Linked DNA regions of Zea mays: all the other regions are linked to region 1. Evidence: chromatin contacts called from public Hi-C and HiChIP or PLAC-seq data. All regions are on one chromosome and are shown on one strand. The core of a region is the stretch at or near the end of the contact, and the rest is flanking DNA. Distances in the headings are between cores, read along the strand shown.

The links. A called contact is a pair of places that touch in the nucleus more often than the background predicts. HiChIP or PLAC-seq counts read pairs in DNA pulled down with a chosen protein or histone mark.
Region 2: a contact with region 1 is called in an H3K4me3 HiChIP or PLAC-seq map of leaf, with 3 times the contacts expected there. The contact joins the promoter of LOC100191730 here to the promoter of LOC100191684 in region 1. A contact is called at or near these places in 11 of 25 Hi-C or Micro-C datasets (bundle sheath, ear, leaf and 3 more) and 1 of 3 datasets of contacts at active chromatin or transcription factors (leaf).
Region 3: a contact with region 1 is called in a Hi-C map of bundle sheath, with 2.3 times the contacts expected there. The contact joins the enhancer-like site here to the promoter of LOC100191684 in region 1. A contact is called at or near these places in 3 of 25 Hi-C or Micro-C datasets (bundle sheath, ear and tassel).
Region 4: a Hi-C map of endosperm shows a contact between it and region 1, with 4 times the contacts expected there. The contact joins the promoter of LOC100281263 here to the promoter of LOC100191684 in region 1. A contact is called at or near these places in 12 of 25 Hi-C or Micro-C datasets (bundle sheath, ear, endosperm and 5 more).
Region 5: a Hi-C map of ear shows a contact between it and region 1, with 2.7 times the contacts expected there. The contact joins the promoter of LOC100383783 here to the promoter of LOC100191684 in region 1. A contact is called at or near these places in 7 of 25 Hi-C or Micro-C datasets (bundle sheath, ear, endosperm and 2 more).

Annotation. Positions count from the first base shown.
Region 1 is chr5:53,563,367-53,568,841 of Zm-B73-REFERENCE-NAM-5.0, forward strand. LOC100191684 reads left to right here and starts at 2,412. Exons shown (of 2, transcript NM_001137113.1): 1 at 2,412-2,733; 2 at 2,832-3,904. The coding sequence starts at 2,482. The coding sequence ends at 3,587.
Region 2 is chr5:53,366,525-53,372,219 of Zm-B73-REFERENCE-NAM-5.0, forward strand. It overlaps LOC100191730 (IAA-amino acid hydrolase ILR1-like 6), which reads left to right and starts at 1,638. Exons shown (of 3, transcript NM_001399189.1): 1 at 1,638-2,294; 2 at 3,918-4,043; 3 at 5,063-5,695. The coding sequence starts at 1,818.
Region 3 is chr5:53,321,503-53,327,564 of Zm-B73-REFERENCE-NAM-5.0, forward strand. No RefSeq gene overlaps it. Among protein-coding and RNA genes, the nearest start is that of LOC100191730, 44 kb to the right of the region's middle. Within about 2 kb of position 2,024, at least 14 of the 20 cell types and tissues checked have an H3K27ac peak or open chromatin away from gene starts, as enhancers often do. A contact at or near this core is called in bundle sheath and ear, where this site is marked.
Region 4 is chr5:53,392,966-53,398,980 of Zm-B73-REFERENCE-NAM-5.0, forward strand. LOC100281263 reads right to left here and starts at 2,885. Exons shown (of 1, transcript NM_001154182.2): 1 at 1,788-2,885. The coding sequence starts at 2,767. The coding sequence ends at 2,018.
Region 5 is chr5:53,731,725-53,737,133 of Zm-B73-REFERENCE-NAM-5.0, forward strand. LOC100383783 reads left to right here and starts at 3,329. Exons shown (of 1, transcript NM_001176418.1): 1 at 3,329-5,020. The coding sequence starts at 3,716. The coding sequence ends at 4,306.

The DNA of each region.
Region 1 (5,475 bases), core at 1,162-3,661:
CCCACCACAAGCAAGAATTCCACTTGGGATCCTTTTGGGTGGAAGGATGTCATGATACTTTTTAGCAAATTCAAAGGACTTAAGACCCGTACTTCAAAATACAGTGGAGCAGATGAGGAAGTCAACAAGATCTTCAGCATGCCAGTTTCCACACATGGTGGTAGTCAATTAGAAGAAGTACAGTCTATTTTATCGAGGATGAGGAAGAGTCTGATGTCTGGCACTGTTCCTGGGGATCAACTCAATATAGCAGCAAAAACCTTATTCCCTGCTACTAGGGACTGTGAAAGCCTCATCCCTTTTTTTTCTTGGTTCTAGTCCTGAAGCAATTTGGACAAACATAGGTATTAGAATATGCCTATAATTCCTTTTGGGCAAACATAGGTGTTGGAATATGCCTTGGAATATGATTTCCTGTACGCCTATAAATATAGGCCCTCCCTGTAACTTGTACTCTGTGGTTGATAGTAGATCTGTTTCCTCGTGGTTGTTTGCTCCTCCATATTGGAGGAGATTTTTCCACGTAAATCTTTGTGTCTATTTTATTTCCTAACAAGTGATATAGGAGCTAGGGTTAGACACATTATTTTTATCCACATTGTGGCCGCCGCCGCCGCTGGGTTTTAAGGTTTCTCGTGTCAATCGTATTATCTTGAAGGGCAACCGTTTGAAAAATCTCTATTACTTGCAATGTTCAATAGTTGATGGTGAAGCTGTTTCTATTGCGTTCTAGAAGAGGGGTTATTTTGATGATACGAAGCCATGCTCGAGTTCCAAGTCTAATGATTCCTTAGACTTGGTTGATATTCAAATTTAGCATCCTAGTGGTGTTTGTGAAATGGTTCTATAGATTTAGAGTCAAGGGGAGATTTGTTGGAATATGCCTCTTATTCCTTTTATATATTTGGAATATGCTTTCCTGTACGCCTATAAATATAGGCCCTCCCTGTAACTTGTACTATGCGGTTGATAGTTGATCTATTTTCTCGTGGTTGTTTGCTCCTCTATATTGAAGGAGATTTTTTCACGTAAATCTTTGTGTCTATTTTATTTCCCTGACAATAGGTTTTTCTTCTAGATCCTCATCAGGGATAGACTCGATATAAGAAACCTTCTATGAAGGAAAAAAACAAGGCTCTTGATTACTATATCTGCGTTTTATGCAATTCAGGTTCTGAGGGGGCTAGTTTCCACCTCTCATTTAAATGTTCTTTGAGTCAATCTTGCTGGAACACAATTTCCATCAGTCGGAACCTGAGTCTGCAACCTTTAGACACACGATCACTGAGGCTAGAACAAGTTTTGACAGTCCCATTTTCAGAGAGATTTTCATCGCTCCTTGTTGGATCATCTGGACTACAAGAAATGAAGTTCTTTTGCTTTTTTTGAAAATAACCACATTAACCTAAATACTTGAAAAGCTCAATTCAAAGAGGAACTCTGTTTGATGTGTATCAAAGGCAAGGAAAGCCGATCGACAAGGTCCCCTCATTCTTTAGAGAGAGAGCTATAGTTAGGCCTTCTCGTTTGTTTCTTTTTGGGCCAGAAAGCCTTGTCTCCTTTGTAGCTTTACATTTGTATATAGTTCTTTTGTTAATGAAAACATAAAATTTAGGCAGGGAGCTCCTGTGCCGACTTGCTAAAAAAACTATGTCACTTAGGTTTACATTAAAAAAAAATGCATTTTTGAATACCTAAACTCGTTAAACGGTGCACTATAGGTTCATACTAACTGACCCCAGCCTTCTGATTCCCTCTTATTGTCATGCTGACCCAAGTCTGATTGACGCAGTTGATCCCTTCCCCTCAATGTTCCTCATCTGCGTGTCGCTGTGCCGCGCTGCCATTGATCGAGACCTTATCATCCGTATGGCACAAGAGCTAATGTAGCAGTACCCATGACACCTTATCACTTACACTTAAGGATATAGAAATCTATTTTTAAAGTTTGTAAACCTAATTAACATACACTTACAAAGTCGACGGTCTTAACTCTACACTAGAGTAATATACAGTAGGTAGTCCATGTGTGCTGGATCATAAGCTAGATTTGAGTAAATGCTTTATACTGATAGTATTATTGACAACACAAGAGCAACATATCACTGATTTAGATAAACTTCAGTTACTCCACTAAACACAGTATGTCATGTTCATGTCATGGTCTGAGTGTCTGACCATGGGTGGTCCCCTACAAAACAAAACAAAAGCGGCCAGCACGACCACAGGAGGGGCCAGCGAGGAGTGGCACCTGGGCGTGCCACGCGTGCACTCGGCATCTCCATAGCCCCAAGTCACCAATGGGAGGAGACTCCTTATCCGATGCTCTTATCCTGCGTTCTGTGGCCTCTGCTCAGCTGCTCGTAGATGGCGACAAACTCACCCGCCCTCACAAAGCGCCCTTCACGACACGCACCCACCCACCAGACAGACAGAGGAGAGGAGAAAGGGCAAAAGGCAACACCGCCCGCGACGACCACGATGGCAGCCTCGCTCCAAGTCCAAGCCGCGGCCACCTTGATGCAACCGGCCAAGATCGGCGGCCGGGCGCCGTCCGCCTCGCTGCCGTCGTCCCGCCCGTCGTCGCAACTCGCCAGGGCGTTCGGCGTCGACGCCGGCGCCGCCAGGATCACGTGCTCCCTCCAGTCCGACGTCAGGGACGTCGCCAGCAAGTGCGTCGACGCCGCCAAGCTCGCCGGCTTCGCGCTCGCCACCTCGGCGCTCCTCGTCTCGGTAAGTATAAGATAAGCGTGCATTATCAGCAAGCTTACGCTTACCTGTGCCTGCTCCTCAACAACGTCGATCGAAGCTGATGACACGTGTGTGCGCAGGGCGCGAGCGCGGAGGGCACGCCCAAGAGGCTGACCTACGACGAGATCCAGAGCAAGACGTACCTGGAGGTGAAGGGCACGGGCACGGCGAACCAGTGCCCGACCATCGACGGCGGCGTGGACTCGTTCCCGTTCAAGCCCGGCAAGTACCAGATGAAGAAGCTGTGCCTGGAGCCGACGTCCTTCACCGTCAAGGCGGAGGGCATCGCCAAGAACGCGCCGCCCGAGTTCCAGAAGACCAAGCTCATGACCCGCCTCACCTACACGCTGGACGAGATCGAGGGCCCGCTCGAGGTCGCCTCCGACGGCACCCTCAAGTTCGAGGAGAAGGACGGCATCGACTACGCCGCCGTCACCGTGCAGCTCCCGGGCGGCGAGCGCGTGCCCTTCCTCTTCACCGTCAAGCAGCTCGTCGCCACCGGCAAGCCGGACAGCTTCGGCGGGCCCTTCCTCGTGCCCAGCTACCGCGGCTCCTCCTTCCTCGACCCCAAGGGCCGCGGCGGCTCCACCGGATACGACAACGCCGTCGCGCTCCCCGCCGGAGGCAGAGGCGACGAGGAGGAGCTCCAGAAGGAGAACATCAAGAACGCCGCCTCGTCCACGGGCAACATCACGCTGAGCGTCACCAAGAGCAACCCGGACACCGGCGAGGTCATTGGCGTATTCGAGAGCGTGCAGCCGTCGGACACCGACCTCGGGGCTAAGGCGCCCAAGGATGTCAAGATCCAGGGGGTCTGGTACGCGCAGCTCGAGTGATTCGTTTTAACTGTTAGAGGCGTCGGACCGTCATGGAGAACTTTTGAGAGAGGAGGAGGAATCGTGTATGTAACTATTAATGCAAATTCGGGCTGTTGGTTTTTAATTTCAGTTTGGGTTTCTTCTTTCTTTCTTGTGTACTCCAGTGGACTCCCGTGTGCAAACACGAAGAGTGGCTGTTTGACACCAGAGATTAATTGTTACTTCCTCCGTCTCAGATTATAATATATTTTGATCTTTTTAGATACACTTTTACTATATACTTAAACAGAAGTATATATTCAGATGCACATAAATATGGTAATGGATCACGATCTAAATATTTCTTCGTAATAAGTTAGACCCTTAATTAATTTAAGTTCAAAAGTAAATAGGAATAAAGCTCGATCCTAATCTGATTCAGTTCTTAAATTTTATAGTGTAAAATTTAGGGATCTAATTTAGTTCTTAAATTTTATAGAGTAAAATTTAGAGCTTGTTGTCATTCTAGATGAACACCATTTTATTATTTAAAATGGAGAAAAATATGTAGTTATATAAAAAATAGTCAGAAAAAGCTAGCTAAGCTCACACTAACATACTAGCTGAGCACAAGAGCTAAATAATCCATTGCTATAAACATACGAACCTGTTAGCCAAGCATCTAAATACTTAGAGATATATGGAAGAGATATATGGAAGAGAAAATAGGGCAAGTTTGATGACAAAGGAATTGAAGAGATCTATGGAAAAGAAAATCCCTTGCTATCCCTTCCAATTCTCTGTCACCATACAAGCCTATATAGGTTGATTATTAGCTATCTAACTGTCGGCGTTTCGAGACCGGGGGGTTCCTAAGCCGAAGAGTGAGTGTGCCGCGTGCCCCAGCCCAGATGGGTCGAGCGCGTGGGCGAGCGCGAAGGGGGGAAAGCGAGGTGGCCGGAGACGGGCGTGAGAGAGGTGGAAATCCCGCGGCCTTCGTGTTCGTCCCGCGCCCAGGTCGGGTGCGCTTCCAGTAGGGGGTTACAAGCGTCCACGCGGGTGAGGGAAGCGAGCGGCCCCAAGAGAGCGTCTGTCCCGTCCTCGTTCCCGCGCGGCCAACCTTCTCTAAGAAGGCCCTGGCCCTTCCTTTTATAGTCGTAAGGAGAGGATCCAGGTGTACAATGGGGGTGTAGCAGAGTGCTACGTGTCTAGCGGAGGGAGAGCTAGCGCCCTAAGTACATGCCAATGTGGCAGCCGGAGAGATCTTGGCACCCTGCTGGCGTGATGTCGTGGCTGTCGGAGGAGCAACGGAGCTTGGCGGAGGGACAGCTGTCGGAGCGGTCGAGTCCTCGCTGACGTCCCCCTACTTCCGTAAGGGAGCTGAGAGCCGCCGTCGTCACAGGGCACGCGGGGCGCCATCATTGCCTATCTGGCGGAGCTAGCCAGATGGGACACCGGTCTTGTTCTCTGCGGCCCGAGTCGGCTCGGGGTAGGGTGATGATGGCGCTCCCTGTTGACGTGGCGGGCCCGCGCCCGAGGCCGGGCGACGTTGGGGCTCCTCCGAAGCTGGGGTCGAGTCTGTCTTCCGTTGCCGAGGCCGAGCCCAAGCCCCTGGGTCGGGCGAGGCGGAGGTCGTTCGGCAGAGGCCAGGGCGGAGTCCGAGCCCTGGGGTCGGGCGAAGCGTAGTTCGTCGTCTTCTGGGGCTGAGCCCGAGTCCGAGCCCTGGGTCGGACGGAGCGGAGTTCGCCGTCTTCCGGGTCTTAGCCCGAGTCCGAGCCCTGGGTCGGGCGGAGCGGAGTTCGCCGTCTTCCGGGTCTGAGCCCGAGTCCGAGCCCTGGGTCGGACGGAGCGGAGTTCGCCGTCTTCCGGGTCTTAGCCCGAGTCCGAGCCCTGGGTCGGGCGGAGCGGAGTTTCCCATGGCGCCTTT
Region 2 (5,695 bases), core at 388-2,887, 200 kb before region 1:
ATAACATAACATGTACTTTCTATCTTTTTCAGATCTTGCATAATCTGAGCCTGAGTAACATGTACTCGATTTCATATGTGTTAACATGACGTCTTTTATTCGCTTCACACAAATATAACGGATAAAAAACAATAGAAAGTTTCTCAAGCCCCATCGGTAATTTAAGCTAAGACCTTAATAAGTATGTAGTAGAAGGGGATGTTTGGTTTATAGAGACATAGGTGTAGTTCAAAAAAAGGTGAAAAGAGACATAGGATAGTTGACAAACTTATAACAACCTTTAATTACTTGTGCATAGTAAATTCATCTATAAAAATATTACTAGTATCTATTTGACACAGGATTCCAGAGAAAAAGCATGAGTTGGATGCATTTATCAAGACAAATAATTATCAAGACAAATAAACGGTGTTGGCAAATTTATGGCAGGAAACACTAAGTATCAGAAAACTTGGCTTGCCTGTATATGTTTTACCGCCAGAAAGAAAGAACGCAGACGATTATGTTATTAACAATGAATCTCTTAAGGGTGTGTTCGTTTGTTTGTTCTGGAATTATAACCTAGAACCAATCTAACCAGAAATGTTTACCTAATTTGTATAAGCGTTGATCACGTGGAATCATTCCTAGCCTCAATCCTGAACAAACGAACGCACTCTAAAACTAGTTTGGAAACCTAAATTTTTTCATAGGATTTTCATTTTTCAGAAAAAAATTAGTTTATTTTATTTTGAAAAAAAATAAAAATTGCTTGAAAAAAAATCAAGTTTTCTAAACTACCCCTTAAAAACTATTTCGGGTTTGTTCGGTTCTACTTCAATCCATATGAATTGAGAGGGATTGAGAGAATTTTAATCTTTATTAAATTAAAAATCTTTCTGATTCATATTAATTCCCTCCAATCGATGTGCATCCAAAATAACCGAATAAACCCACCGTCGCGAGACATTCGTGGCCTCCACACCGCACCGCACTGTACTTGAGAATTGAGTATTCATCAGGCTTGAATGCTGAAAAGCCGTCAGTGCACGCCGAGCTGTGCTGCGCCTGCCTGCGCCACCGCCTACATCATCCGCTTGCCTCACCTAGTCACCTGTGACCCGAGCTTTCAAAAAAAAAAAAACACGTCACCTGCCTCCGTCATTCGCAGCAGTTGCAGGCTTACGGCCGCTCAGAGCAACAAATCCAGACCGTCCGTGGCCTGCTGCACCTGGCGCTGTGCTTTTCTTTTGCCGAGACGAACATTTCTTTTTGGATATTATTAGAAAAAAACGCTACCATGATTATTGATTAGTGTTACTGGATTAGTATCACTGGAATTCTGACAGCTCCCACAAGAAAAAAAAGGCCTGAGTTGAGCTGAGTACCAAGTACCCTACTACAAGATTACTACACGACAGCAGAATGCCACTGGATGAATGCTGACGGTTGGTCGCAACATGGGACGCTACACAAATCTATCAGGGAGGGGCGTCACAGGCGTTACCACTAGGCGTCGCCCACTGATGCGTCACTGTCAGCGCGGGCCCGTCCCGGCGCTAATAATGCCAGTAGGGTCGAGTGGTTTACAATGATTCCGCCACGAGCCGAATTGAATCGGAAAGGTGACACTGGCAGCCGCAGACAGGGAGAGCCCCCACCTAGACGACGCGCGGAAAAAAAATCAGCCACTGCCGTCGCCCGGCCTGGCCGCGCAATTTAATCCCCGCCATTCCTCCACCTCCCTCCATTTTGCCGCCGCTGCCGCTCCAGCACCAGCCTGCTCCGGCGCAGCACCTCAGCCCAGGCGCCCATCGCTTCGCCAGTCTCATACGGCCATGGACCGCGGCGGCCACGCGGCGCTGCTGCTGCTGCTGCTGGCGCTGGCGGTGATCCCCGTGACGGGCGCCGCCGGCGCGGCGTTCCTGGAGGAGGACGCGATCCTGGGCGCCGTGGAGCGCGCGATGATGCGCGGCGGCGGGGGGAAGGGCGCCGCGACCGCGAACGCGAGCGGGAGGCACCAGCACCGGCGCCAGCGCTACGGCGTGGGGGCGCCGTGGAGGGAGGAGATCGCGGGGCTGGCGGGGCGGCCCGAGCTGGCGGCGTGGCTGCGCTCGGTGCGGCGCCGGATCCACGAGCGCCCCGAGCTGGCGTACGAGGAGGTGGAGACCAGCCGCCTGGTCCGCGACGAGCTGGGCGCGCTGGGCGTCGGGTTCCGCCACCCCGTCGCGCGCACCGGCGTCGTCGCCACGCTCGGCACCGGCCGCCCGCCCGTCGTCGCGCTCCGGGCCGACATGGACGCGCTGCCCATCCAGGTACGTGCGCGTGCGTGCGTGCGTGTCAGCGTGTGCCGGCATGGACGTACGTACGTTCGTGATGCTCACCACCCCCATGCGCGTAGCAACCCTTCAACGAACTAGTATTCTCGATCTCTCTTCGTCTGATTCGAACCCGTTTTTCGAAATCTGAGACGGGCGAGAAGAAGAGACGTCATTCGGAGGCGCGGCAAAACAATTATTTCCTTGACGATTCAAATGGTCCCCCACGCGAGCCACGAAATCCCTGCACAATTCAGCTCATGCGGTTGCTATAACACACAGACACACCGGCCGCCCTCTGTGCGTTGGATGAGATGAGATGGCGCACACCATGGTTTTTGGTTTATTAATATGTTTGGTTTAAGGAAAAGGAAAGAGGTAGTCCGTCGTCTTTTTTACTCTCACTTTCTTGTTTGGTTTGTGAAATTAAATGTGTTGATCCATCGTTATTTCATTTCTCGTAGATTAATAATTATTAATAATACGAGGAATACATTCATTCCACCAATTTGCTTTTGAAATAAACTCATGATGTACCACCTTATCTATAATGGATTAGTTTTTTTTCAAGCCAAACACCTCCTAAATACTCCTATATTCAGAACAAACTTGCACTGTGCTAATGTACCACGATACTTAGGTTAGCAACGCACCATGATTACTTTTATTAAGTTGCATTCACCAACCAATTTAACCTAAAAAACTTAAGGTGATGGGAGCTGAATAATTCATTTATATTATATTTTAACAATCCTGCTCACGTCGAGTCTCTTTTAGATATTTGGCGTAGAATATAGGAGCGAACAATAATTATTATTTTTCTAGTATTTATACTATATTAAGTTGCATGCACCAACCAATTTAACTAAAGCTTAAACTAATAGGATGATATGGACAATTCACTTATATTATATTCTAGCAACTTTCTCGCCCATTTATGAAACGGAGTACTATTATTTGGTTTATTACTAAAAAGAAGAAAAGGGTGTGTAGGGATTTGCAGAGTACTCAGCAGGGCTGGGTGCTCCAACGTGCAACGCAAAACTGCTGGTCCTTTCGCTTCGGCTTGGGGTCGGGTAGTTGCGGGCGCCGCGTCGGCCACCACCTGGAGGAGGAGGACAGACAGACAGCGCACGGGTGCCTCATGCATGCTTCCCTTCTTGAGAGAGAGGAAAAAAACGTGATCGTCCTTTGTTCTAGCCCCACCACCTACACAACACTACACTTGCCCTGGTCCTGTGGTCCTCGCGACGACGATGCAACGGGGATGGAAACACACGACGTGATGGCAGACGGCTGGCTGTTGTTGAGTTCGTCAGGACCAGCAGCTGTGGTCACCGAATCTCGAGGGACCATTCACGGCCACCGCACCCACCCATCTCAGACAGACGCAGAGAGAGAGAGAGGGGGAGAGCAGCGGCCAGCGGGGTAAACCAAAAAAAAGGAGGGCTTTCTGGTTCCTTGCCCGAAATGGCATGAGCCGTTGGTAAACCCGGGGGCGAGCACGCCGATTTCGCCCGGGGGGAGAAGATCCGCCTGAGTGCCCAGAACGGGCACTTCTTCCACGCCCAAAAAGCTCGAGGACGATGCAATGCTGACTGTGTGTGGCTGTGGCTGCAGGAGGCCGTGGAGTGGGAGCACAGGAGCCGGGTCCCCGGGAAGATGCACGCGTGCGGCCACGACGCGCATGTGGCCATGCTGCTCGGCGCCGCCAGCATCCTCAAGGCTCGCGAGCACCAACTCAAGGTACGTATAATATCACTCCGGCGGCCTGCCTACGACGCCATCCGCTGCCCCCCGTCTTTTCGGTTTCAGGCCCGCTCTCTGTTGTCCTATTCACTACTGCTATAATAAAATCAGTTTAAAAATACTCAGCCACCTAGCTTACAAAAAAAGCTACTCCGAACAAATATAGTTTTTTTTCTGTTGTTGCGAAATTTCAAATAGATATAGCTGGTTCTCTCTAACCATGACAAGTTTTTTTTTAAAAAAAGTTTGTTCATCCAAACGGGCATTATCAGTCTCCGAAGCTGCAACTGCAAACACACCACACTACTGCCTGCCTCCATGATCCCGCAAATGATACCATCTCATCGCAGCGCTGTTCCTTAGCTTCTTTGGAGTGGAGTACTGGGGACGTGATCTGGATTTAAGTCGCTAGATTTCGCTTTTTTGGGGGAAAACATGTGCGCAAAAAAAAAAACCCAGAGAGGCGGACTCACCACCCAGGCAAACATAGGCTGCGTGGCCTGGGCTGCCTTGCCACTGAAAGGAGCACACAAGTCTAAATATTTGAGTCCAGTTGATAATCTCGTATATGTAGTTGTTAGCAGTTGATAATTTCGTCTAGACTGTCTTTAATTTCTGGGTCCGTCGCGGCGTAAAACGATAGCTAAAGATGAGCAAGCAAGTGCGACAAAGTGCGAAAACGATGTGCCATGGCATGCCGCCACCACCACCACGCGGAGGGTGGCATCATGCGGAGGATGTCAGCGTCATGAGTCGTGCCAGCAAGCACTACTCCTGGTTCCTTTTTGGTATCTCAATTCTTTCGCCCCACGTGCTCTTGATCACTCTCGCAATGCTGTTGTTTAGTTTCTGTCGATTGCTATGGATGGACTTGTGCTGTTGGGGGTTGGTACGGCACTCATCCCTGGTTCACCGCTTCTGAAGGCATGGGTCGGATGATGCTGGTGCTTGCTGGTCAGTTAAGGATCGTGTGGTCGTCATGCCATTCCTCACGTTTCGGTCGGCACGCGTTCCAGGGCACGGTGAAGCTTCTGTTCCAGCCGGCGGAGGAGTCGGGCTGCGGCGCGAAGCGGATGATCGAGGACGGCGCGCTGGAGGGCGTGGAGGCCATCTTCGCCGTGCACGTGTCGCACCAGCACCCGACGTCCGTGGTCGGGTCCAGGACGGGGGCCCTCCTCGCCGGCTGCGGCTTCTTCAAGGCCGTGATACGCGGCGGCGGCGGCGGCGGCGACCGGGCGTCCGACCCCGTCGTCCTGGCCGCCGCCTCCACCGTCATCAGCCTGCAGGGCATCGTCTCCCGCGAGGCGGACCCGCTGGACTCGCAGGTGGTGTCGGTGGCGGTGGTGAACGGCGGCAGCGAGCAGGCCCAGCCTCAGGAGCAGGAGCTGGTGCTGGGCGGCACGTTCCGCGCCTTCTCCAACGCCAGCTTCTACCAGCTGCGGCGGCGGATCGAGGAGGTGGTCACGGCGCAGGCGCGCGTGCACGGGTGCGCCGCGTCCGTCGACTTCTTCGAGGGCCAGAGCTTCTACCCGCCAACGGTGAACGACGCGCGCATGTACGCCCACGTGCGGCGCGTGGCGACCGACCTCCTGGGCGCGCAGGCGTACCGCGACGTGCCGCCCATGATGGGCGCCGAGGACTTCTCCTTC
Region 3 (6,062 bases), core at 774-3,273, 240 kb before region 1:
ATATATATATATATATATATATATATATATATATATATATATATATATATATATTAGCCGCCCTTGCATTATTCGGTTATTCATGTTCGACATGGATAGATGGGATTAAAAAAATTGTGAATTTTTTGACTTGCTATGAATTCAAGCACACTTAATCGGGTCTAATCCGTATGGATTGTGATCGAAACGAACATCCCTTAAAGTACTAGAATCCATAGGGAGCACAACTTTCTGATACTCTGTACCCAACATACAGTCCGCGCGCACTTGATCCTAAAGAGACCAATCCATTTGTCTTCAATGAAATTTTTCATAGTTGTTGGATCGATTGGATAGCAGGTGGTTGGGGCACTTCCAGGTCTCATGCTGAAGTGAATGGGAAAAATAGTTAGTAACACGTTGTACAGTTTCGACAGCAAGAAGCATGAACCCCAAACCTTTTCAATTAACATTTTTCCTGATTAATGGATACCTTTTGAGCATTAAGACTGTCCGCCGTGAATCGTGTAAAGTAGCCGTAGGGGATTTGTACCGTAGATGGTACTATTTGTGAAGTGAAATTTAAAATAGTAGATGATGTAATGGGGTAGTTGTTAGCTAGAGACAGACCAAAAGAGCACTTAGCATTATATCCTTTTAAGTGTTCCCACACCAGCAACGCTAATAAGCGTATCCTGTTTCTCTTTGTGAATGCACGTCTTGTGAATGTCCACCATAGCAGCCAGCGTTGTGCTCATGCACATCGTGTAAGCATCCACGAAAAGCATTGTGCTGATGAGTGCTTCACACATCTTACCTTTGAGTGCTAACATTTTAGAGGACCCGTCAGATGAAATAATGTCACCAAAAGCAAGCCTTAGATTATCTAGTCCCGTAGAAATCTGTCCAGGAAACTTATGATATTCTACCACAAAACCAAGCACTTGTCTAAGGGGATGTATGGACCTTCTTGTATATAAAATTATAAGGGAGAATTGTTGAACGAACCCAGCTCATCCTTGATAAGTGACTTTTAGCTAAGATTGGCTGCCACCGAACACCAAATCTATGGCTTGTTCATTTGTACACATTTACAAAAAAATGAAATGAGCCATTTGGTGGGAGGCCGAATACAATCTTTCATGAGATTTAATGAGGGCGTCCAGATCAATATATGCATGACCCGTAGCTGATTCCGCAACCAGAATTATAATCGCGGCTAAACAGGGCATCTTTCTTTGTCCATCGAAGTGAAACCAAAAAAAAAAAAGGACATAGCTTTCAACCTCTGTTTGCTGGTAATAAAGAGAAAGGTAAGCAAGTGCATAATTCTTTTTTTTTTCATGCCAGAGTGCTCAGTATTTCAGTACAAAACCTTGTTCTACTGAAGAAACGCAACAAGGACTGGCAGGATATTGGTAAAAACCAAAAAAAAATTTGCTGAGTATTAAGGCCCGCTGATCAGTTTTAAAGGCAACTCGCCCTTGGAATAATAAAATAAGCAGTTTTCTCAACTTGCTTCTTAAAAAAACGATCCGTACTTAGTCCCCGTTTGGTTAGAGAGACTAATCTTTAGTCCCTAGTTTTTAGTACTGTTTAGTCTGTATTTTACCAAACGGAAGGACTAAAGTAGGAACTAATTGGCTTTAGTCTTTAGTCCCTCACATGGGTACTAAAAAGGGACTAAAGGGCAACATTTACTCTAATTACCCTTTCTAGAAAAGGGTGTCAAACAAAAAAAGGACATTTTAGTTTTTATGTGCTGTATTTAATGTATTTAGAGTCTGTTTAGTCCCTACAACCAAACATGATACAGATTAAAATTTAGTCCCTAGAATAAACTTTAGTCTTAGGACTAATAGAAACAAACGGGCCTTTACTGACCTCTGCAAAGTTGTGCATAATTAGTAATCCACGGAAGGAAAAGATGCTGGCCACCCTGCTCGCTCGCTCGCTCGTCGGCCGGTTTGGCCGCTCTCTTCTCTATTGACGGCGCAGTGTAAAATATGATCCCCTTCTCTCTCGTGCACTGCGTACCTGCTGGCGTGTGGTGTGGGGTGGTGTGTCAGGATCAGAGGGGAGTCACAGACACAGCTCAAGCGCCCCCGCCTGCCTGCCGCCGCCTGGCCGCGGCCAGCCTATCCACCCAGTCAACCCATGGCCACGGAGCACCCGCCGGCCGGATTCTCTGTCGTCCGTCCACGGAGGTGCGAGAGAGACGCCGGACAAGTACGCGCATGACTGCCGACGGCGACGGCGGCGGCCGTGATCAGCTCCAGTGCCGACCAATTAATACTAGTAAATAGTGGCCGCCGACCCGTCGCTACCATTGGCGCGCGCGCGCAGCTATCTAAGCGGCGGTTGGGGATGCCCTTTTCAGAGTTCCTTTCTTTATTTATTTATTATTTATTTATCTATAAACATATCATCCATTCATCCGCATTCCATTTCGCCGCGTGGTGAATGTGCTCCTTGTGGTGCGGCGACGGATCGAGAGGCGACTTCCCGAACCGGTCCGGACGGCGCCGCCGTCCTTCCGGATCCCGTCGTGTCGTCGTCAACCTTGCTGTGGCGCGCCGCGCACGCACCCACCGATGGAGAGGAGGAAGAGGATAACGGGTGGCATGGGTGGCGAACCCATCGACTCACCCAGCGATGCAAACGCTCGGGAGCACGCCAAACTGCCGAGTTGGATCGGAGTAACTGTTGAATAATTAGACAAATTCTAGATTAAATTTCGAATAGAAATCATGACAAAATGAGAAGTACTAAAATAAAAAGTTAAATCAGATGATGCGAACTGATTAGACATAATAATAAATGGCGCGCGCCGGAATCAGTAGGGTTGTCACACCCGAATTTTTTGCATTTTAACCCTTCATCGAAAACAATATCACGTTTGGACCCTAAAAAATTTTAATGTCATTTTTGGACCCTTTGCTCGGCGCCATAACCTATGGCGCCGAGGTAACACAGCTCGGCGCCATAGGCTATGGCGCCGAGGTACGTGCTGCGTTGGCACAACCCGAACTCCGTGGCGCCGATGTGGTACCGAGCTCGGCGCCAAGATCTATGGCGCCGAGCTTGGTTATATAATCATAAAGTCTGTCTAGCTCAGTTGGTATAGTGTAGGACTCTTAACCTTATGGTCATAGGTTCAAGTCCCATGATTTGGCGTTCAATACTTTTTATTTTGTCACTGATTTGTTTTTTTTTTGTCCACATTATTGTTCCTAGGACTAGATGATGAAACGTGCGCTGATTTATATTGGAAACTAGACATTTTAAAAATCTGTGCCAGCATAGTTACTATTTTGACGAAATTCAAATGTGTGTTATATATAAACTTTCTAGTTCAAAAAGAAGAAACGTTAAATAAATCACATCACCGACACTTCTGATAGACTTGAAGGAATTAAGATCCAAGCTTTGAAACTGTAATTCTATTGGTGGCTAGTGTCGTTCAACCTTTGCACGATGGTTAAGTGGAAAAAAACGCACGATGGCCTATTTGGAATGCAGGATTATTATATAAATCAATACATGAATTTTGTAGTCTCACCAATTTGATTTTATACAAAAGCACATGAAGAAAAAAAACTATTCCCATATTCCTGTGTTAGGATTAGGACTCGACATATAGGCCTTTTATTTTTTACCTTTTCGAATATTGAAAACCAACTCCAAGAAAAATATTTTGTTCACTCAAAATCTTTCAAGCCACGTTGCTAACGAATCCACATAAATATTCGGTTACCCCACATATAGAAATTATTAGGTGCCAATCCCATCTAGAAAAGAGAAAAAGCTGTATGAGAGTAATAATTTCCAGATGCATGTGTACTGATCCTAACACAGGAATATGACAATAGTTTTTTTCTTCACGTGCTTTTGTATAAAATCAAACTGGTGAGACTACAAAATTCATGTATTAATTTATATAATAATCTTGCATTCCAAATAGGCCATCGTATAGGATAGTCAATTCATGAATATCTGTGCTTCTTTTTACCGAATAAACAAAAAAATATCTGGATGAATAGACAAATCAGTCACAAAAACAAAAAAACTGGATGACAAATAAATTTGGACGGACAAATCAGCGACATAAACAAAAAATCTGGACAACAAAAAACAAATCAGTGACAAATACAAAAAAACACCTACTGTGGGGCTTGAACCCACAACCACAAGGTTAAGGGCCTTACACTCTACCAACTGAGTTAAACAACCTTTATGTACAAAACCGAGCTCGGCGCCAAGATCTATGGCGCCGAGCTCGGTACCACGTCGGCGCCACGTCGTCTGTTTGGTCCAGCGCAGCACCTACCTCGGCGCCATATCCTATGGCGCCGAGCTGTGTTACCTCGGCGCCATAGGCTATGGCGCCGAGCAAAGGGTCCAAAAATGACATTAAAATTTTCTAGGGTCCAACCGTGATATTGTTTTCGACGAAGGGTTAAAATGCAAAAAATTCGGTTGTCACACCTGGCTTTAAGGGACAAAGCCATGTGCATCTCATACATGCGCCATGAAGACAACATATATAATAACAGAGTGCATAGAGATAAATCTCATAAAACATCAGAGTATTTATTACATAGCGGAAGACTTATTACAAAATAAAAGAATAAACATAAAACGAACTAAGGATCGTCGGCGCCAATTTCAACTGAGAAACGCCACCTAGATCAGATCATACTCCTCGCCTTGTGGCTCCTCCTGAACCACCTGTTCTTCTCCTGTGGGGGGTGTGAGACAGCAAGGGTGAGCTCACACATGATCATAGCTCAACAAGTTGTGGCGAACCAGTGGACATAAACTCACAAATGTGTGAGTTCATGTGATGTGTAAGGCTAAATCAATGACAGGGGTTAAGGCTGAGCATTGCTTTTAAGTGGTTGGTCAAAATTATATTAGCAGTTACTAAGTGTAAGTAAATACCAAACCATAAGTAAAGTAATAGAACAAAATTAATAATAAACTCATGCAATGCAAATGACAAAATTGAATTTAAATTCCATAATTTAAACATCAGAGAGTCCTGAGCTGCTCATGACCGTGAGCTCGGCTAGTATACCAGTTTTACACTCTGCAGAGGTTGTACCCTTTACCCACAAGTCATGTTACCCATCTGCCAAGTGATCGCGACTTCCCATACACCTCTACCGAGGAGACGAGGCAGGGTAACACTACGAGGCCTTTACAAAGTTCCACTAGCTTCAGAAAACCCGCTACAGTTTATAGTAAGTTCCAATGCAGGGTTCTTGTCTGACCGCCATCGCAGCAAAATCAACCAAGGACCTCCCTACACTGACCACTCCCCTACTGCCCTTGCCCCTTTCGGGTAAGGTAGACCTCCACTAGCTTTCCTAGTTAATCAGCCAAGGGCGTCCCATTAAACCCTTGTGGTGGCACGTGTTACTCAAGTTAAGCTCTATGTTCCAATTAACATTAATGATCTCAACATGAACATAAATAGAATAACAAAAAGAATTGGAACATAGAGGTAATAAATGATTATCCCAAAACCATATAAAGCAATAGCAAACTACCCAAGTGATTCAGGGGTAAACAAGGTAATGAGATAAACAATCTAGGGTGACCTATTGGGTCCCATCAAAATTAACCTATGCATGGATAAGTGATATTAAAGAACATTATTAGGTAAAAAGTGGTCAAGGGCACAACTTGCCTTCAATGAGCTCCTGCTCGGCTACTTCAACCTGCTGCTCACCAGGATCCTCGGTCACGGGCTCTTCTACTCGCCACAATACAAACAAGCACAGTGTATTTAGAGAAATTAACATTACACCAAACATATAAACAAAATACACAGTAATAATCTACACCTTAAAATAAAAATTCTAGGAACATGAATCATAATTTTTGGAGTTATAGATTTTAAGTTATGAATTTTCAAAGGTTTTATGTGTTTAAAATGGATTAAGTGAGGAATTAAATTTCTTACTGTTGTCATGATAAAACAGAGACACTAGGTGATAGAGAATTAAATTACAAAAAATTAGAAAGTGGAATGGCTCAATTTGGACCAAAAATGGATTTTCTATGAATTATTGAAG
Region 4 (6,015 bases), core at 1,635-4,134, 170 kb before region 1:
ATTTTGGACAGATCTGCTGTTCGTTCATCTTTTATGGGTTAATTGTCATAGGTTAATCAATATATGAGCACTTGGCCAACTGTATTCATTGCAGTTACTGTGCCTCTTAGCTACCCTGAAACAGAGGACGGCTCACCATCGCCAGGCACAGCCACCGAGTGACCGACTCTGCATAACCTGGCGGCCGATCAGGCCAAGCCGAGCCACCACCGCTCCACCAGGCAGCAGTAGGCAGAGCCGCAGCGCAGACACGTTCCAGGCTGCTCAGAGAATCCAAAGTTACTGGCAGTACACGCGGCCGGCCACCCGTGGTTGACTGGCACTAGTAGTAGGTGCAGTGGAGTAACGCCAGGATAGAACACTAGTGGGTGGCAACTGGCATTCTGGCAACAACCAAAACAAACAACCAGACCACGGTTAAAAAATGAATTAAGGATATATTATATATATATAGAGTAATGTTTAATTTAGCTAAAGAGCGTTTTTAAAGAAAAATCGTGGAGCCGTTTTCTCCGTAAAGATACGTGTAACCCACAGACATATCACTTCTCACTTTACAAATCTGTCGTCTATTTTATTGATCCAATGATATATAAATACATTTACTTTTGTATTTATCAATAGCCTACATATATGCACTGTATTATATAATAGATTTTTTAAATTGTTTAGTTGTCTCTGATTAGAGAACGTTTTGGTGTGTACAAGCGACGCCCGAGTAATATGAGAATGTTCCGGTTAAAAAATGAATTAAAGGCATCTACAGTGGTGTTTAATGTATATGATTTTTAGATATCTTTTTGCAAAAAAATCATATATTTATCTCTTCGTAAAGAGACGTATCTAGCTCGTAACACAAATAGCAACAGTCTTCTCACTTCTCGTTGTACAAATTTATCGTTTGTTCTATCGATTCGATACTATATACAAGCACATTTACTTACTCCCTCCGGTTTCCTATTAGTTGTCGTTTAGGACAACGACACGGTCTCCAAAATATAACTTTGACCAATATTTTTTGTTAAAATACAAATGAACTCTTAATACATTTATACTTTTATAAAAGTACTTTTTATGATAAATTGGTGCATATAAATATTAGGTTCCAAAACTAAATAACAAAATAGTTATTTGTAGTCAAAATTTTATAAGTTTGACTCAAACCTTATCCAAAACGACAACTAATAGGAAACCGGAGGGAGTATGTATTTATTAATAAGCTATATTTATAGATATTCTATTGTATAATAAAGTTTTTAGTTGTCTCTTAGAACCGTATTGATGTTCACTGTACATGCCCTAAGCGACGCCCGAGTAGCATGAGAATGTTGGGCTGCCTGCGAGTCATTTGGACCACAGTTTTTTTTCCCCTTTTGACAGCGGCTCCGAGTGCCGGGCCCGGTCGCGCCCGTGGACGGCTGGAACCCGGACGCCGGAGGCGGCTCAAGAGCCAAGACGAACCGGCCGGAATCCGATGAGCTCCGGGTCTCCGGCCTGTCGCCTCGGTGAAAGCCATAGCGACCGACCGTAACTACTGCTCCACGTGCTGCCTGCTGCAGGGAAAAAGTAGCCTCGGAGATCGCGCTCCCCGGAATAAATTTTTAAATTATGATGGGCGTCCGGTCCGATCGTCCGTGACGTCCCGTCCCTCACTCTCCCTGTGGCGGCCAAAAGAGGCCTACACTAGCTACTCGCCTCACCCTCCTGTAGCTAATGCGGCGTACTGTTGGTTCACTGCACGACCTGCTTCCCTTTTGTGTTTGTCCTGCTGTGCAACGATCCAGATCTGGAGAATGCCCGCAGCTACTTTTTACTGTTCAAGATTTCAGATCCCAGGTTTTCAAAACGCAGCAGCAGTAGAGCCGAGTGCATTGCTATACTTAGGGAGGAAGATCTGGAGATTCCGAAGACGCGTGACGGAGGCAAGTGAAACGAACGCACGCCAGAACATCAAAACGCAAACGCAGGCAGAGGATAACTAACAACACGCGGCCGAAGACCTTAAAAAAATAAAAGTTCAGCGGCGGTGCGGGCAGAAGGTGACGACGTAGGAGGCGCCGGCGGAGCAGGTGAGGATGGACGTCGGGTCGTCGTAGGCGTAGGAGTAAGCCTTGGGGCACGCCGACTTGAAGAGGCGGGAGTAGGCCGTGGGCTTGCACTGCTGGGGGCTCCCGAACTGCCCCGTGCAGCAGTACTGCGGCGCGCCGTAGGCGGCGCAGGCGCTGCGGCACCCCACCACGCGGCCCTCGCCGCGGACGGCGAGCCCCGCGGGGCACACGCGGTTCAGGTCGCTCACGCACCCGGCCGCCGCGCACCGGGCGCCCGACCCGTGCACCGGCGTCATCGCGATGGGGATGTTGTACCCGTCCACAAGGCTCACGTCGTAGAAGTCCTGGGACGACGCGGTGCCCAGGGTGATCTCCGCCAGCGTGGCCGGCGGCGCGCCCCCGGCGCCGCCGCAGTAGAGCGCGCCGCCGCAGTCGCCCGTGGCGCACCGCCCGCGCCCCGCCGCGTCGAACGAGCACCCCTGCCGCCCCCACACGCGCCCCGACCACCCCGCGGGGAGCCGCACCGACGCCGACCGCCCCGGCGCCAGCTGCAGCCCGCCGCGCGCCAGCACCTCCTTCCCGGCGCTCGGCTGGATGCCCGGCCACACCGTCTCCCCGCACCGGTTGTACAGCACCAGCGTCGACGCCGACGCGCCGCACACGGACGCCGCCACCACCAGCAGCGCCGTTGCCACGGCGCGCAGTGCCATTGTTGCCATGGCTGGGCGTCACTACCTCACGCGGAGAAGGAGAGTGATCTCTATAGCTCTAGCTCTAGCTCGCTTGGAGTGTGGAGTGTCGTGAGAGCGTTGTGGGGCTCGTGCGCGCGTATTTAATGAGTGGGAGAGAGTGACTGTGGGGTGTCAAAAGGTTGGTGGCCTCTGTACTGTGGGGTCAACACTCCACACCACACTTGCTCGCTCGCGGAACAGAAAACATGTTTGGCGGCATCAAACATGCGTCGCTAATGAGTCAAATACGGGAAAGTGACAGGTCAAAACTCCAAAAATCACTGGCTCTTTCATATGGTCCCTCAATTCCAAACTACAATAGTACAATACAATACTTGTAAAAAAACTACAATACATTTGATTTTTCTAGTCATGTAGCCAATAACATCATGTTTGTCATGTTCTCTAATTCTTTCTTTCTTTTCTGGCTGTGTACATCTTGTAGATGCAAGGCCGGGAGATGATTTTAATCAGACTTTTAAATACAATGAAAATCTTCCTTATCAGAAAATAGAAACGGAAAACGCATTTTGCTATACATTTAATAAATGTACAATATGTGCGGATGCATACATAGTTTGAAAGAGGGTACTATGTGGGAAGGAACATGTGGAGAAACAATAAAAGAATTGTTGAGGTATGCTTCGTAGCCGAAGATCCTAAAGAAATAGAACACCTTCGGCAGATCCTATCAGAAGCAGCGCCGAAGCTATCACCTATAAAGCTTCGGCACGGTGACAGATCTCAAGACGAAGGGGTGGACCGACTTAAAGATGAAATGACTTAAAAGACCCGCAATGTTTTGTGTCATTATTATAGTCGATTGTAAGGGGTATAAATGTAATTTTACACAGGCTGCGCCCTGTGCTTATAAATAGATGAATAGTACCCATGTACTGTTCACGCAATCCTGTAGCTGCCGACACATTACGCTGGAATTATTGTTTTCTGCTAAGACGAAGGTATAAATGTACTTGAATACTGTATTTTAATATTTAAAGTTCACATAATAAAATGTGCGAATAGAGCTATCTATTTTTAATATATCTTTCTATAATGTTTCATGTTTCATATTGTTTTATAAGTCTGATCACGAAGGTGTGACCTTCGTGATATTTTACTCATGACCTTCGTCCGAAGCTCATTAAATCCTTGGGGAGATAATGCTTCAGCGGATGAAGAGCATTAATACTTAACATTTTTGTGTTGCCTTGTTCTTAATTCATAGCATTTGAGAACAAGTCCCCAACATTGGCGTCCACCTCCGGTGAACTCACTTCCACTTTTTTGAGCTGATGGCTTCGTTCAACAATCAAAATGGAGCTGCTTCGGCTCCGAAGCTGATACTCCCGATAACAGGCGGTTCATGCTCAGAGCCAGCCAACAAGAAGTAGAAGAAGGAGGCACAGAGAAGGGTACATCATGTCGGGGTGCAAGGACCTTTCATCAAGTCAAGATGGTCCCACATCCCAATTACCTTCTCCCAAGAGGACCTTCAGCTCAAGGATTACCCTCACAATGATGCTATGGTTATTTCTTGTGTCATCAAAGGATTTCTGGTCCACAATGTTCTGGTTGATACAGGCAGTGCAGCGGATATTATATTTGCTAAGGCCTACAGACAGATGCAAGAGCCAGAGGATAAGATTCATGATGCTACACACCCTCTTTGTGGTTTCGGAGGAAGGCAGATTGTAGCGCTTGGCAAGATCACAATGCCAGTGACCTTCGGATTTGTGAACAATACAAGGACTGAGGAAGTTGTGTTCGATATTGTCGACATGGAGTACCCCTACAATGCAATCATTAGTCGTGGGACACTCAATGCTTTTGAAGCAATTCTTCACCCAGCATATCTTTGCATGAAGATACCTTCGGATCAAGGGCCTATTGCTATTCATGGAAGTCAGGAAGCTGCCAGAAAGGCCGAAGGAAACTGGACAGATTCAAAAGCAATCCATAACATAGATGAGGCCGAAGCTTGTGAGCAATACAAATACAGAAGGGAGAAGGCTGCTTCGGCTGATCAGCCAAAGCCCATGCTTTTATGTGAAGATATAGCAGAGCAGAAGGTGCTGCTAGGATCTCAATTGTCTGAGGAGCAGGAGAAAACCCTGATAAGGTTCCTGTTCAATAACAAAGATGTCTTCGCATGGTTAGCTAATGATCTCTGTGGTGTCAACAGGGATGTTATTGAACACTCGCTCAATGTTGATCCATCCTTCAGACCCAGAAAGAAGAGGCTTCAGAAAATGTCTGATGACAAAGCCGAAGGTGCTCGGAATGAAGTGAAAAGACTTCTTAGCGCTGGAGTCATCAGAGAAGTAAAATATCCAGAATGGCTAGCTAACACTGTTATGGTGAAGAAGGCCAATGGTAAATGGAGAATGTGCATTGATTTTACTGATCTCAACAAGGCTTGTCCGAAGGATGAATTTCCATTACCAAGGATAGATTCTCTAGTAGATGCAGCAGCTTCGTTAGAGCTCATGAGTCTATTAGATTGTTATTCAGGCTATTATCAAATCTGGATGAAGAAGGAAGATGAGCCAAAAACCAGCTTCATCACCCCCAGTGGTTGTCACACCCGGTTTTAGAAGGCAAACCGAATGCGAACCATGTACGTGCCAGGATCAGCAATTCACGTACACAGCAGTTACATAACATGGACATCATCACACAGTGCTCAAATAGTATTAAAAGGGAAATAATAGTCGATTACATCATACGTCTGAGACGCCCACATAGTCCTTACAATAAATCAAAGTGCGGAAAAGAAACGTAGATAAACGCGGCCTTCACAAGCAGCCGACTGGGGGTTGCCGCTAACCCACGCCTAGAACTCGTCGTAGTCTTGGAACTCCTGGAAGTCTCCTTCCACGGCTTCATCTTCTCCTGAGCAGTGGTTGCAATGCTGACAACCTAGGGATGGGGGGTTTGGTGTGTAGAGCAAGGGTGAGTACACATCAACATACTCAGCAAGTATCCTGTTTGGCTGTAGTGGACTAGCTTTATGTGGGGATAAGTCAAGCAGTTGCTTTTAGTTGGTCAGATTATTATTTACTAATAGGAAGCCAGGTTTTAGCATTAACCCAAGTTATTAGCCCGATGTACCCTTTCCAAACGGAAAGAATACCACTTACCAGCACCATAGCCATAACTAAAACCATCAGTCTCGTTGCCACCTGTAAACCAAAATGTCTCTGATCAAGTACCACTAATCACTGGAGCTCCCT
Region 5 (5,409 bases), core at 2,079-4,578, 170 kb after region 1:
TCTTTCCTTGGATATGCGAAGTTCTTCAACATTTTTCTCTAAATGATTTTTTCCAATATTCGCTGATTTCTTGGTTAGCTTCTTCGAGTGCGCATTTTTCTTTAACCTCGGCCAGTTGCCTCCGAAGGTCTTCAATTTCAATCTTTTGGGTTTCGGCTTGAATTTTGAAGCTAGCTTCGTATTCTTTCACTTTGTTAAGCAGAGAAATTAAGATTTTGTCTTTTTCAAGACCTTCGTTTCTCAATTCGATCACCTCTCAACGAAGGTTGTTCAGAGCCATCGTATAGCCTTCGTCTTCAATATTTTTCTACGCCCTAAGGGCATTACTAAGAATCAAGCTCTGGAAGAGGAGGGAAAAATTGAGTATACCAAATGAAATACCACATTTTCAAATTCAAAGTTAACTTTTATACCTTTATGCTATTATATGCTAGGATGTCAGCAAGTTCATCCTTCGATAAAATCGAAAGGTCGTCTTCCAGCTTCGGGAATCCGATGCTTTTACCTATCTCCCGACAAACGGATATTTCTTTGTTATCCGGGAGACAATACAAAAAATCTTCTTCATCACTACCATTAAACACTAACGCCCCCTTTGGATATTTCAATTTTTGGGCGTAGTGTCGTGCTTCTAGCATTTCTTCTTGGGATAGTTCTTTTCCCGAAGCATGACGAATAATGTAGTCAATGTTTTTGTTCGAAGCTTCGGGAGCAGGAGCTTCGACCTTTTTAGGTGCAGTCTGTCCTGTCATCTCTTCCTCACATACGATAGGCTTCATCGCGGCGGGCGTTGAAGGCCCAGCTTCGGTTTTAGCCTGAGTTTTTGTAGCTTCGACTTCTGCCTGCTTAGCATCAGTTTCGGGTTGCGCTTTGGCAGCTTTGGCAACTTTCCTTGTAGGAGCAGGACTCAAGGCTTTTGTCGTTTCTAGCACAACATCTAGCACATTCGCCATCCTTCTCCTCTTGGGAGTTGCAGCAGAAGCCTTTTGTACCTTCGGCAGTGTTGCCTCTGTCGGAAGGCTCAAAATGTTTGGAAATTGTATTATTTTTTCAGCCTTTGATTCTTCAACCTTATCTGCCTTATTTTTTACTGGTTCGGCTATGGACATCTTCGGCATCATGGTCGCCTCTTCAGTGCTCTGCATAATTGGAGCAATTTCTTTTGCTTTGGCAGCTGAAGAAATACCTTCGCCAAATTCCGGTATCACGGCTGGTTCAATATAACGTGGCCGGTGAGTTAGAACCTTCATCTTCTTGCCCTTCGGCTCAGTTGTAATGGCCCAAGCAGCAACCTTTCCCGGTAGCAATAGTCAGGGTATATGAAGCCAATAGCATCAAATACCATGTTCGATCTTTTCTTACTCCGACCCTCGAAAGCTACGGACAAGGCATTGTCCTCGTTCTTGGAGTATGCCCCAAGTAGCTAGTCACTAGTAGCTTCAATGCATTTTAGCCAGTCATCATTTGGCTCATCAAACTTATCTTCAAACCTGAAGGTATACTTCAATCGGACTAAATTACCCTCATCGGAGCCAGAGATGGTCTCCTTCGGCATTTCCCAGCTTTCCACAAGCGGCCATACTCTGAAGGCTATATGTTCTTGAATCAAATCTCTTGTACCAATGAAGGAGCAAACGGTGCTAAAAGCCTTCTGACACGCTTCAACAGCGTCATCAATTTCCACCTTCGGCCTTCAGAGGCCGAAGCGGGACCAAATGGGGCGCATGATGATTTCTTTCATGTCCTCCCTTGCCTTTAAATCATTCTTCACATAAAACCATTCTTCCATCCAGGCTCCGGACCATCTCTTCCGAAATGTTGGCACAGGGTGGCTTGCTTTGGGGTGAGCGATAAAACCATAGCAACCGAAGTTGTTGTGGTACTGTTCTTTACCAATAGCCTTCGTCTCATATAAAAGTTCGTGCATATTGCAGAAGCACTTCGCGCTTGGCTCTAGCCCTTGACTCCTTACTGCCCAGACAAAAAACACATCCTCATTATAGCTTCGGGGGTGATCTGATGGAGGAAGATCTGGTAGATTTTCAGCACTTCAACTACAAATTTGCTCAAAGGGAACCGAAGCCCAGCCTTGAAGAAGCTTCGGTAAATAACAACTTCGTTTTCCTCAGGGGCAGGGACGTTGTTGTCTCCGCTAGCCCTCACAATAGACATATCCCGAAAGTACCTTCCTCTCATGTTCTCAAGATGACTCTGTTTAATGGTCGATTTTCCAAAGACAGCATGGCTTGGCCGCCAGGACCGATCTTCAGAATCTTCATCCCCACTTTCCACGTCATAGCTATCGATGTCACCAGTATCTTCAGATAAACCTTCCAGTATCTCTTTAGTAACCTTCTTTGTGTTTGTTTTTGCCATCGACTCAATGAATCCAGCAATATAAGGATCTGCGGCCTTCTTCTCCTCGAACAGCTTCGTCTCTTCAGTCAGCTTCGTCTCCTCAATCATTTTTTCTCTAGACATGGTGAAAACACGTCTTTGAGCTGAAGCTCAAAAAGATTGAAAATCTAGCGAGAGCTAGTGAGCAAGAACTAAAAAGTTCGAGAAAATATTGCAAACGACAGAGATGGCATGTAAAATACAGCAGGTGTGAGTTCATATTTATACGCTTAGCACGCTGTAGCTTGAAGGGCCCCATCTGTCATTGATTGTTGCTATTCTAGCAAAGGGAAGGTGTTTTTTCGGACCTTCGGCTTAAAGTCTTCATTCATGTCGCAGTCTGAATTCGTTATTATAACAAATTAATACTGTGAGGGGCTACTGTTGGGGGGCCTTCGTCTTCCGAAGGTCCTCAAAAACATGACTAACAATGTTTCCCAAAGCATAACATATGTGCAGGAATCTTCGGACATGGGATGAAGTTGTACATAATATGGAAAGCAGGGCCAGAACAAAGGTTCAACCAGTGCCGAAGTTGTGCGCAAGGAAGCTTCGACTCAATAGCAGAAAAAGGAACCGACTTGAGGAGGAAAAGACTATTTAGTCCTCGATAGATTGTTCTTAAGTTAATACTAAATATGAAGGGCATGAATGTAATTTTACACAGGCTGCGTCCTGTGCCTATAAATAGATGAACAGTACCCATGTACTGTTCACACTGACTTATACTCGCTCGTGCGTCACGCTTGTATTTTTACCTTCTATCAAGCCGAAGGTAAAAATGTAATTCAATATTATTCTTATTTATCAAGGATTCTATACTACTTATTAAGGCTCTAAGGGTAGCCTGCCTTTTCTGGTTCTGTCATCCGTGAATCTGGACCGTTCGCTTCATCCAGAGCGATCCGACCGTGCTCCGCCCCCGCCCCCTCCCCCGTCGCAGCCGTCCCTGCCTTTGGCAACCACCCCGCCGCCACCCATCGCCGTGCAGGCACCACCCCGCTCAGCCTTCGGTGGCGTCGCCCACGAGGCTGATCCACCGCCAACAGCCCGCCACTGCCACCACCCGCCTCCGCGCCGTCTCGCCGTCTCCGTCTCCGCCGACCTTCTTCGTGGACGTGTCGGCAGATGTATGCCGCCTTCTTCCGGCACGAACTCGTCCAGCCCATAGCCGTTGTAGGTCACCTCCCTGCTGACCTCAAGAGTGGGGTCCAGCTTGCCGACCAGGGCCAGCAGGAGCGTCGTCTTGCCGGACGACGGTGGGCCGAGAAGCAGCGTCATCCTGGACGGGCGCACGACGCCGGAGCCGTCCTTGAGGATGTGGAGCGTCTTCCTCTTGCCGAGCTTGACCCCGACGCGTCCCAGCAACGATTCGGCCACGTCCAGCGAGACGTTCGCCAGCGTGGGCAGAGCGCGGGTGCCGACGTGGCACTCCGCCTGCACGTTGACGCCCCGGAACCTCACCTCCACCGTGGGGATCTGGATGTTGGCGCGGTCGATGCGCGGGCGGAGCTTCCTGAGGAAGCGCTCGTTGTCCTCATCGGTGACCCGTAACACGCGCTCCACAAAAGCCTGGCGCTGCGCGAGCCCCATCGCGCGCACGTCCACCTCCTCGTGCGTGTGCCGGCGCCTCCGGCCGCGGTCGCTGGCGTTGCCGCCGTCGGAAGCGTCCGCCGGCCGCACGAGGCCCGTGCGCAGGCGCTCGAAGGACGGTAGTCGCTCCATCATGACCCACTGCAGCGCCTCCTCATTGTCCACCTCATCGGCGCCGCTGAGGCACCGCGACGACGCGCCCGAGAAGTATGGGGGTGGCGTCGGGGCTCGCCATGCCGTGCAGGCCTCAGCTCAGCGTCTACATGCTTGTTGCGCCACCTCCGGGCCTCCGGGGTGGCCGTGCTCCCGGGCCTGACGGAGCTGGAGCTGGCGCCCGCGAGGCCGAGATGGGGTTCGCGTTCCCGCCCAACCTCCGCGACGTCCTCGCCGCGGGCCTGTCGTCGAGGCTCGGGTTCCCGGACGGGCTGCGGTCCGCCTTCGACTTGCCCATCACGGCGGCGTCGCTGCAGATCGCGCAGGGCGCGCTATGGCCGCGCTGCTGGGGCGCGCGCCCCGCGACCCAGATCCGCGCGCTGCGGCTCCCTCTCCCACGCATCGTGATCGCCCCCGAGGCGGAGACCCCTGCTTTGACGGCGCTAAGGCCCTCCTGCTCATCCTTGCCACCACCTAGACATCACGCCTAAGCACCTCGGTAGCCGCCACACGTGCCTCGCCCTGCCACGGCGCTGCAGCCAGAGCCAGGCGCTCCTGCACAGAATTTAGGGGATGGAGGCCACTGGTGCAAGTGCCACTCACCACCACCAAGATGGACGCTGAGGACATGGAGGATGTACAAGCCCCCACGGCCGTCCAGGTTGTCAAACCAGTTGATTCCTTCAGTAGTAAGGGACGTTGAAGACACCCAGATCATACTAGCGACAGAAAAAATAATTACGAATGAAGCAAGGTTCTTGTGTCAATTCTCTTGAAGCAAGGTTCTTATGTCAATTCTCTATGTACCTTAGCAGCATTACAAACTAACAACTCATAACAATGTTTGTGTTATGAAATATGGAAGTGAGCTTACTGTACAAATTGTGCAGCGGTGAACTCTGGTGCCAATTCGTACATTTGCTATGGATGTGCTTCAATTGCTAACAATATTTGTTATTTCAGTAAACCAGAAATACTTCAAGATGTGCCCAAGGAAACAAAAAAGGTATAAAATAAGCTGTGAAAGGATTGTGTTATTACATTCCTTGAATACAGGCATTGGCAAGTTAGATCTTACATGTAAATAATACCAAAACTATTGATTCTGAATGGACATATTGTTTTTATTACCCATGGTAGCTTCTTGGCTGATTTATTATTTACAAAGGATCATCATGTGTTGATCTCACTACTAAAGATAATCGAGATTCTCATGCAAAAGCTTCGTATTGTATACCTTGGCTTCTTTATCAAGGAAGGTGTCGT